3 separate regions of the Pan troglodytes genome follow, and regions 1 and 2 are each linked to region 3. The links are chromatin contacts, called in public HiChIP or PLAC-seq maps. All regions are on one chromosome and are shown on one strand. Each heading gives the region's core, a stretch centred on a gene start, on an enhancer-like site or on the middle of the called end of the contact. The rest is flanking DNA. Distances are from core to core; before and after follow the strand shown. Region 1 holds the start of CATSPERG (cation channel sperm associated auxiliary subunit gamma). Region 2 holds the start of YIF1B (Yip1 interacting factor homolog B, membrane trafficking protein). Region 3 holds the start of WDR87 (WD repeat domain 87).

Region 1 (3,190 bases), core at 353-2,852, 420 kb after region 3:
CCAGAAATACAAATTATCAGGCCCCACTCCAGATCTACTGAATGAAAAATTCTGGAAGTAGCCAGGTAGTTACTCAGGAGGCTGAGGTGGGAGGCTCACATGAGGCCTGAAATTCAAGGCTAACCTGAGATAGGGTGTTGCTCTTTTGCCCAGGCTGAAATGCAGTGGTGTGATCACAGCTCACTGCATTTCTGTGTATTTCAGAGCTCACTGCAGCCTCAAACTCCTGGGATCAAGTGGTCTTCCTGCCTCAACCTCCCAGGTAGCTGGGGTCACAGGGATGGGCCACCACACTGGGTTAATTAAAAAAAAATTTTAGCAACAGGGTCTTACCATATTGCCCAGGCTGGTCTCAAGCGATCCTCCTACCTCAGCCTCCCAAAGTACTGGGATTACAGGTGTGCACCACCACATCTGGCTTAATTTTTTTTTTTTTTTTTTTTTTTTTGAGACAGGGTCTCATTCTGTCGCCCAGGCTGGAGTGCAGTGGAGGGATCTCGGCTCACTGCAACCTCTGCCTCCTGGGTTCAAGCAACTCCTGCCTCAGCCTCCCGAGTAGCTGGGATTACAGGTGCCCGCCGCCATGCCCGGCTAATTGTTGTATTTTTTGGTAGAGACAAGGTTTTATCATGTTGGCCAGGCTGGTATCCAACTTCAGACCTCAAGTGATCCGCCTGCCTCAGCTTTCCAAAGTGCTGGGATTATAGGCATGAGCCACTATGCCCAGCCAGAGACTCCATCTTTAAAACAAAAACAAAAACTCAGGGTATGGTGCCCACCAACCTGGCTTACCCAGCCTTTTAGGTGAGTCTAATGCATGCTCAAATTTGAAAACCACTGGGTTAAACGTCTGGTCTGGAGTTCATCAAAACGTCATGGCCTGAATCCTTACCTGTAAGGCATCAGAATGCAAATGAAAATTAACTTAATGAATATTTTACTTGAGCCGGGCACACTTCCCACAACAGTATGGGATGGCTGTCCTTGTCCTGTTTTGTAGAGGACGGTGCGAAGCAGCCTATTCATTCTCACAAGGTCTCCAGGAAACCACACTTTTTTAAGGAGTAGAATTTTGGGGTAGGGCCGGGCGCAGTGGCTCACGCCTGTAATCCCAGCACTTTGGGAGGCCGAGGCGGGTGGTTCGCCTGAGGTCAGGAGTCGAGACCAGCCTGGCCAACATGATGAAACCCCGTTTCTACTAAAAATACAAAAAATAAATTAGCCAGGCGTGGTGGCGGGAGCCTATAATCCCAGCTACTCGGGAGGCTGAGGCAGGAGAATCGCTTGAATCCGGGGCAGGGGCGCGGAGGTTTCAGTGAGCCGAAATCGCGCCACTTCACACTTCACTCCAGCCTGGGAGAAAGAGCGAAACTCCATCTCAAAAAAAAAATATATATATATATTTGGGTAGGAAGCACAAGTAGGGACCGTGCTTGCTGCCAGAACAACCAATAGAAACTCCTTGAAGGCCTTCCTGGCACAAACGTAGTCTCCAGCACCCTCTGCCGACCAGGCCCCGTGCCCTCAGTGCTGAGACAGCCTCCAGCCCTCGGTGCCTTAGGGGTTGCGCGTCACCTTGGAGACAGCGTGAGAGGAGGGCGTGCCTCTGCAAAGGCGGAAGTCGGCTGTGGAAGTGTGGGCGGCCATTTTGAGACCGGGCAAGAGGGGCGGGACTGGTGCGGCCGAGTGACAGTTGACCGGTTTTAACCAAGTGACTGGTACCACGGGGCCGGGGAAAAAGCTGTGCCATCCAGGGGCGGGGGGATGCCGGGGACGGGGAGGAACTAGGAAGGGGAGGGGAAGGGGAAGGCGAGAAGGGGAGAGGCAGGGGAAAGAGGGGAAGAGTCGTGGGAGCTGGCAGAGGAGGGAAAGAGGGAGCCGAACGTGAAGGGCGAAGGGCGGGGCGGGGCAGGAGAGTCAGGGTATAGAGCAGGCAGGTGTTAATGGCATGGGAAGGAAGAGTACGAAGTGGGGCAAGAAGGTGTCGCGGTACGAGGGGAAGGTGAGACTCAAGAAGGTGCCGGCTAAGAAGCTGGTGCCGGCGTGGAAGGAGAAGGTGTGGGGCGAGGAAACAACGAAGGGCGAGGAAAGATCCCGAGGCGAAGAGACAGTCTTCCTCGAGAAGGGGCAGGGCGAGGAGGAGGGGCGTTACCAGAGGGCGGGACGGGGCGAGGGGCCCGCGCGGGAAGAACCAATCGCCGAGAACCCGGGGAAGGAACGGGTCCATAAAGACCAGGTGGAGGAGTATGGGCGCGGTCAGGAGCGGAAGCAGAGTGAGGAGCAAGCCCCGGGCGAGAAACGGGGGCCCGGCCGGGAGCAAGAGCAGGGGCGGGGCCGGGAGCAAGAGCAGGGGCGGGGCCCGGAGACGGGCGAGACCAGGTACAGTACCCAGCCCCTGGGCAGACCCCGAGCGAGGAGAAAGCGGCGATACCAAGAGAAGTGCGAGGGTGGGGCAAGAGGTTGGGGCACAGCCGGGTGGAAGTACACGGGTGCGATCGCAGGCAGAAGCAGTACGGGGGAACATAAGAGGGGGACTGTCAAAGCGAGAAATAGAAACCAAGACCAGGTGAAGAGCAAGAGTGGAATACAGGGAGGGGGCGGAATAAGGAGCAAGGTGGGGATAAAGTTAAAGGAAGAGACGTGGAGGCGGGGCGGAACGAGGCGGAGGAGCAGGGGTGTGGCCAGAAACATTAGTAGGGCTGGGGCCCGGAGCAATAGCAGAGGTGCGATCCCCACGAGGGTCGGGGGCAGGGCCAGGAGCAAGAGCAGGAGCGGGACCAGGAGCAAGTGCAGAGGCGGAGCCAGGAACAAGAGCAGAGGCGGGGCTAAAAGTCCGTGCGGGGGTAGGGCCAGGAGCAAGAGCAGGGGCGGGACCAAGAGCAAGTGCAGGGGCGGGGCCAGGAGCAAGAGCCGGGGCGGGGCCAAGAGCAAATGTAGGGGCGTGGCCAGGAGCAAGAGCCGGGGCGTGGCCAGGAGCAAGTGCTGTGAGAGGTGCAGAAGCGAGGTGGAATCTTAGAAGTGGGCTCCAGAGAGCTGTCCGGCGCGTGGGTGTTGACTCCTGCGTTCTCCAGGTTCTAGCCACGTTATGTGCGGCCCAGCCATGTTCCCTGCCGGTCCTCCGTGGCCCAGAGTCCGAGTCGTGCAGGTGCTGTGGGCCCTGCTGGCAGTGCTCCTGGCGTCGTGGAGGCTG
Region 2 (3,335 bases), core at 63-2,562, 400 kb after region 3:
TTTTGTGTACTTTTATTAGAGATAGGATTTTGCTGTTACCCAAGCTGGTCTCCAACTCCTGGCCCCAAGTGATTCGCCCACCTCGACCTCCCAAAGTGCTGAGATTATAGGTGTAGGCCAGCACGCCCAGCCTGCCCTCTCACTACAAATCTCCTTCTCCTGGGTAACTTTTCATGATCAGAATTATCCTCTTCCATGCCGGGTGCGGTGGCTCACGCCTGTAATCCCAGCACTTTGGGAGGCCTAGGCGGGCGGATCACCTGAGGTCGGGAGTTCGAGACCAGCTTGACCAACATGGAGAAACCCCGTCTATACCACCCCGGGTGTGGTGGCCTGCGCCTGTAATCCCAGCTACTTGGGAGGCTGAGGCAGGAGAATCGCTTGAACCCGGGAGGCGGAGGTTGCGGTGACCTGAGATCGCGCCATTGCACTCCAGCCTTGGCAACAAGAACAAAACTAGGTCTCAAAAAAAAAAAAAGAAAAGAAAAAGAAGTATCCTCTTCCAGGAAGCTTCACTGACACCCCTAGGCTGGGTCATGTGCCTCCTCAGGGCTCCCACAACATCTCCATCCCAGCATAGGGCCTGACACATGGGAGTTGAGACAAGTTAGGTTGAATGAATAAATGAAACACACAGCACACTCACGGAGATGAAGAGACAGGAAAAGGGGGCCAACAGCACAATACAGGTTCGCTTCTTAAATGAGCGGTAGGCATGGCCCTCTGCGCTCACGGGGGGCCACGAAGCTGTCCTAAGGGTGTGGGCGACAGCAGGCGGGTACTGGGGAGCCACGGAAGGGTGGGGAGCAGGGAAGGGCGGATCGCTAACTGCAAATGAATGAAAGTTGCATTTCTCTGCATATCGCACGCTATCCAGTCCCAAGTTGTTTTCTTCTAAAGGAATTTCCTAAAGAATCGCCCCCCAAGGGGCCTCCTACCCGAACCTGGCATCCCAGCGCTGTGCACACCTCGGGGTTCCAGATCCTTGATCTCGTGACCTCTGACCTGCAGTGACCTCGCCAACCGACGCGGCCGCCCCGCCACGCCCCCGCCCGCCCGATCTCCTCCGCCGGCCACGTACGCCACTTACGCAGCCGGGGCGTCCCCGCAGCCGCCGCCGCCAAGCCTGCCGGGTGCATCCTTCGCCGCCGCCACCTAAGCCGCGGTTCGGAGCGTGCCCGCCCGGCTCCCGTACCCACGCCCCGCCGGCGAAGAGACAGCCAATGGACGTCAGGATTGAGGGAAGGCCTCGCCCCCACCCTCCCAGCCCCCCCCACTCCACGGAGGCCTGGACGACTGGGCGGTGCCTTACGTAAGAGGCGGAGACTGGGCTACTGGGCTCATGCTGTAAAGCGAGTCAAGGCCTGAGTGGCAGGAGGGCGAGGCCGGGACCAATCCCAGGAGGAGGCGGTGTCTGCCACGACAGAAAATGAGTGTCTGCCCCTTGCCGGGGCTCACGCCCCTAACTCCAGCACTTTGGGAGGCCGAGGCGGGAGGATTGCTTCAGCCCAGGGGTTCGAGACTAGCCTGAGCAACATAGTGACCCTCGCCCCGCCCCATCTCTACAATTTTTTTTTTTTTTTAATTTAGCCAGGCTCAGTGGCTTAACGCCTGTAATCTCAGCACTTTGGAAGGCTGAGGATCGCTTGAGCCCAGGAGTTCGAGACCAGCCTGGGCAACAGCGAGATCTCCATCGCTACAAAACATTTTTTAAAATGTAAATATCGAGCGAAAAGGTCGATGGGAAATGCAGGTCTCTACAGACAGCCGTTCAGTTTGGGTCATTGAGAGCACTGGAGAGCCAGAAAAGGCTGTGGAGCAAGGAAAAGAGAAACATTTGTGTTCCTGAGGGGCTAATTGGAGTTGTAGGGGCTTATACAATTTTTGACATCCCTTAGGTATTAAAGTAAATATTTATTTATTTTGAGACAGGGTCTTCCTCTGTTTTCCAGGCTGCCTCGGACCCCCTGAGCTCAAGTGATCCTCCTGCCTCAGCCTCCCCAGTAACTGGGACCACAGGCATGCGCCACCATGCCCAGCTAATTTTTAATTTTTTTGTCAAAACAGGATCTTGCTATGTTGCCCAGGCTGGTCTCGAATTCCTGGGCTCAAGCCATCCTCCTGCTTCAGCCTCCTAAAGCATTAGGATTACAGACATGAGCCACAGTGCCCGGCCTTAAAGTGAATAGTTAGAGTGAGAAAAGGAAACCCAACAAGTTAGGTGAGAAGAACCAGGTGTCTCTCTTGGAATAGATCTTAAGGCAGTTTCCCAGAAATTCATAAAAATGTTCTCACATTGCAACCTGGTTCCCTCTGTCCACCAAAAGCATTCTACAACGCCCAGCAACTCACAGCACACAGGCGCACCTGCAAGTGAAGAGCCCTGCCCACCTAGCGTCCTTAGTCTCTCCTCTCTCTGACTCTCAGTCTCCCCCCTTCTCTCCCTCTCAGACTCCCTGACTTATCTCAGGAAAACATAGTGGTGGAAGTTACTTCTGCGCAGCGATAGCGCATCCGGAAGGATGTCAGCAAGTGACCCTATCGCTGTGGCTTCCCCTTCCTCCTCTGAGACGTTGTCTTTTTGGAGACCTTAAGGGCTGCTCCTGGTTTCTCAGTGATGAGTCCTGGCTCCACTGTGGTTCCTTTTTGTGAGCGAAATGCCCGCATTCTTCTTCACCTCTGATTTAGCCTCTGTCCCCTGGGCTCCAACACCATTTTCTCCTCATCCTCAGCCCTCTCTTGCTCTGGTTGCTCCAGATACATCTCTTCCACAAATGTTTTTTTTTTTTTCTTATTGCTTTTTTGTTTGTTTTTTGAGATGGAGTCTTGCTCTGTCGCCCAGGCTGGAGTGCAGTGATGCGATCTCGGCTCACTGCAACCTTTGCCTCCTGGGTTCAAGTGATTCTCCTGCTTCAGCCTCCCGATAGCTGAGATTACAGGCGCATGCCATCGCACCTGGCTAATTTTTTGTATTTTTAGTAGAGACAGGGTTTCGCCATGTTGGCCAGGCTGGTCTCGAACTCCTGACCTCAGGTGACCCACCTGCCTTGGCCTCCCAAAGCACTGAGATTACAGGCATGAGCCACCGCGCCCAGCCTTATGTATATATATTTAATTAATAAAGCAAGTACTGCCAGGTGCGGCGGATCACGCCTGTAATCCCAGCACTTTGGGAGGCCAAGGCAGGCAGATCACCTGAGGTCAGTTTGAGACCATCCTTGCCAACATGGCGAAACCCTGTCTCTACTTAAAATACAAAAATTAGCTGGGTGTTGTGGCGGGCATCTATAATTCCAGCTACTTGGGAGGCTGAGGCAGGAGAATTGCTTGAACCC
Region 3 (3,510 bases), core at 683-3,182:
TAATACATGTAACTCATTTCCCAACAGTTACTAGCTGCAGGGTATTCCACCGTGTGGCTGAACTATCATTTATTTATCCAAATTTCTATTAATGGACATTCGGTAGTTTCCAACCTTTTGCTACTGCAGCTAATGCCGCAAATGAGTATCTTTGTTAGTGCCTCATAACATTTTAATTTTATTTGATTTTAATTAACTTAAATTGTAGAACTGAGGCCAGGCATGGTGGCTCACGCCTGTAATCCCAGCACTTTGGGAGGCCGAGGCTGGCAGATCACGTCAGGAGATCGAGACCATCCTGGCTAACATGGTGAAACCCAGTCTGTACTAAAAATACAAAAATTAGCTGGGTGTGATGGCGCCTGCCTGTAATCCCAGCTACTTGGGAGGCTGAGGTAGGAGAATCACTTGAACCAGGGAGTCAGAGGTTGCAGGGAGCCGAGGTGGCGCCACTGCACTCCAGCCTGGCGACAGAGTGGGACTCCATCTCCAAAAAAAAAAAAAAATGTAGAACTGAAGCAATGAAAACATTTTTCCATTAACCTAACTTGGAATAATATTTTGGATATATTTGGGTTAAATAAAATATTAAAATTAATTTCATAGCTGGGTGAGATGGCTCACGCCTATAATCCCAGCACTTTGCGAGGCTGAGGTAGGAACATGTCTTGAGGCCAGGAGTTCAATACCAGCCTGGGCAACATAGCAAGAAAAAAAAAGTAAGTAAATAATAATGATAAATAAAATGAATTTTACCTGTTTATGTCAAAATTAAAATTGCATATGTGGCTTGCATTACACATAAAAACACACACATATATAATTTTTTTTTTTTTTAAAGAGACAGGGTTCTGCTTTGTCGCCCAAGCTGGAGGGCAGTGATGCTATCATGGTTCACTGCAGTCTCAAACTCCTGGGCTTAAGCGATACTCAGCCTCTTGAATAGCTGGGACTATGGCCACATGCCACCACGCCTAGCTAGTTTTTTAGTTTTAGTAGAGATAGGGTCTTGCTATGTTACCCGGCCAGTCTCCAACTCCTGGCCTTAAGTGATCCTCCTGCCTCGGTGGCTCAAAGTGCAGGGTGTATTTCTCTTAGCTAGTATTGCTCTACATTGTTGTAGTCTGGTGGTGGCCTGATATCCCTACTGGACTGAAAACTCCCTGAAGGTAGGACTCCAGTCTGTCTGGATTTCTCTTGTGTCTCCATAATCACCCAACCTGACATGGAATAGGTGGTTAATCCATTTTTGTTGAATGAGTGGAAAAATGTGGTCTCCCAGGAAGAAACATATGCTTCCCAGCTTCAAGTGCTAGTGAACATCTTCCTAGAAGGCAGGCTGAGGCGGAAAGGGTATTGACTCCGGCTTCTCCACCAGAGGACCTTGCAATTCCAGTCAATTCCCTCGGTAACTCTTATGGAGGAGTGGCAATATACATTAAAAAAGGAGTGTGTGTTGCGGGGTATTCCGCTGCTTGGTTATGTCACCAGGTGGATTAAATTTGGACAAAATTTCCCAAGGTGTAGGTACTCTACAAACACTAGTTACCCTCAGGAATGTGCGATCAACAAAAGAATGCAAGATAACAAGGCCCCTAGGCAGCCCCCGGGTCTTGTGGCTCCCGTCGAAGGCAGAGCTCTGGAGCCGCCTACGCCGGGGAGAGGCGACTACACCTGGGGCCCCTCACCCTCGGGCCTCCTGCACGTGGCAGGGAAGGCAGGGCGTCTCTATCTCAAAGCATCGGCTGCGCCTGTTACCTGCGACAGGATTCCCGACAAGGGACGGGTACGGCGTGTGCACTCAGGAGCTCCTAGAGCTAGGGGCAGCAACTAAGAAGCTACCTGGCGGATGCTGCGAGAGGACTCCGCCCACAGAACGGTTGGCCCCCAACCCCGCAGCCGGCGGACTTCCCGAGGCCAGGGGTCTGAACGCGCGTGCGCATGGGCGCGCGCTCTCGAAAGAAAAAAAAAAATCCTCTCCGCGGGGGCCCGCGGCAATTTAGGCCGGGGTCTGCCGACGACCGCGCGTGCGCGGGCGTGCATCTACGCCCTCTTCCACCGCCCCCTCCGCTGGGGGTCTAGCGCACTGCTCCGCTTCCCCCGTTTCCCCCGGGCTAGCGTCCTAGGGGTGAGTGACTCGAGCCTGGCAGAGAGTGAGGGAGAGGTTCCGCCGAATGAAGGGAGGAGGTAGACGGGGCCAGAAGAAAGGAGAAACCGCCCCGGCGGGGCGAAGAGCGCGGCTCTCGAGCTGTAGTCTGCAGGAGACACACCTCCCTCCCTCACGCCCCTCGGGGCTGCGGAAGTGCTCTAGAGACTGGAGCTGCACGAAGGCGACCAGCGGACTACCGTTCCTAGGAGGCAGCGCGGCGGTGCGCCTACGGCTCCCGGCAGCCCCCGCGCGCTATTCTCTTTTGAGTTCGCGGCCGGCTAGGGCGAAACTACAGTTCCCAGGAGGACTCGCGCGAAGCGGCTTGGAAGTGGGCAGCCTGGAAGTCACTCGGGCCACCGGAGCTGGCGGCGTCTCCAGCGAGCGGCGCGGAGCTGGACGCCGCGATCGTGGGGCCCGCGAGGCGGGCAGCCGGGGCGTCCAGGTACGTGGCTCCGGGTGCAGGATCGGCCTCGCGCAAGGGTGGCGGGGAATCGGTGGCTGCCCGGACCCCGAGGGTCAGCGCGGGCGGACGGCCGGGTGTGGGTACTGGCCGTGGGGGGCGGCGGCGCCGGGACTCGCGCCCTCCGGACCCAGCCGGACTCGTGCCCGCATGGCTCAACTTTCCAGGCGTGCACCCCGGCGCTGTGGTGAAGAGCTTGGAGGCGGGGAGCGGTGGATTCGCGTCCCGGCTGTGCCACTCGGGAGCCGCGATCTGGGGAAACCGCGCCGAACCTCAATTTCCCCTGCAGTAAAACGGAGTAGGAGAGCATCTTGGCGGAGACTCTGTTGAGATAATATAATAAAACATTTGGCACATAGGAGGCACTTACTACGTATTTGGGTTATTGTTAGCTCTCCGAAAAATGAGGTGAAGATGTTATCGATTGCATAGGGTGAGGATTAGTTGAGCGTGTGCATGTAAAGAGGTGAGTCCTTAGTTAGCACCCAATGCAGGCTAGCTGCTGTTAACCGAGATTATTTTGTTAAGAGCGTTGGTTTGGAAGGCAGAGAGACCCCAGGTTCAAATTTGAACATTTACCAGTTGTGTGACTTTGGGCAACTGGCTTCACCTCTCTGTGCCTTGGTTTCCCTATCTATAAAATGGGGATTTAAATAGCAACCACTTCGTCGAGTTGTTTTCAGGATGCAGTGAGAATACCATGTGTAAAGTGCTTAGCTCAGCAGCTGGCATATAACGCTCAGTAAATGGTACCATTTATTCAGCGTTTTCCTAGTGGCCCAGAGACCCTCTGAGGGTGGGGCTCTGGCCGTAGTATTGGTCACCCCCGAGGGCCAGATTCAGAACTGGTCCAGTTGACTTCCCTTCCTACTACCTCCGGTTCCTCATTTACAAAATGGGA

Evidence for each region. HiChIP or PLAC-seq counts read pairs in DNA pulled down with a chosen protein or histone mark.
Region 1: an H3K4me3 HiChIP or PLAC-seq map of stem cell-derived excitatory neurons shows a contact between it and region 3, with 6 times the contacts expected there. The contact joins the promoter of CATSPERG here to the promoter of WDR87 in region 3. A contact is called at or near these places in 2 of 7 Hi-C or Micro-C datasets (induced pluripotent stem cells and stem cell-derived neural progenitor cells) and 1 of 1 datasets of contacts at active chromatin or transcription factors (stem cell-derived excitatory neurons).
Region 2: a contact with region 3 is called in an H3K4me3 HiChIP or PLAC-seq map of stem cell-derived excitatory neurons, with 10 times the contacts expected there. The contact joins the promoter of YIF1B here to the promoter of WDR87 in region 3. A contact is called at or near these places in 3 of 7 Hi-C or Micro-C datasets (induced pluripotent stem cells and stem cell-derived neural progenitor cells) and 1 of 1 datasets of contacts at active chromatin or transcription factors (stem cell-derived excitatory neurons).

The regions. Positions count from the first base shown.
Region 1 is chr20:41,460,116-41,463,305 of NHGRI_mPanTro3-v2.0_pri, forward strand. It overlaps CATSPERG (cation channel sperm associated auxiliary subunit gamma), which reads left to right and starts at 1,603. Exons shown (of 29, transcript XR_010153870.1): 1 at 1,603-1,718; 2 at 3,072-3,190.
Region 2 is chr20:41,438,808-41,442,142 of NHGRI_mPanTro3-v2.0_pri, forward strand. YIF1B (Yip1 interacting factor homolog B, membrane trafficking protein) reads right to left here and starts at 1,313. Exons shown (of 8, transcript XM_512634.9): 1 at 1,091-1,313. The coding sequence starts at 1,139.
Region 3 is chr20:41,036,570-41,040,079 of NHGRI_mPanTro3-v2.0_pri, forward strand. WDR87 (WD repeat domain 87) reads right to left here and starts at 1,933. Exons shown (of 6, transcript XM_054673401.2): 1 at 1,759-1,933. SIPA1L3 (signal induced proliferation associated 1 like 3) reads left to right here and starts at 2,024. Exons shown (of 22, transcript XM_024351291.3): 1 at 2,024-2,591.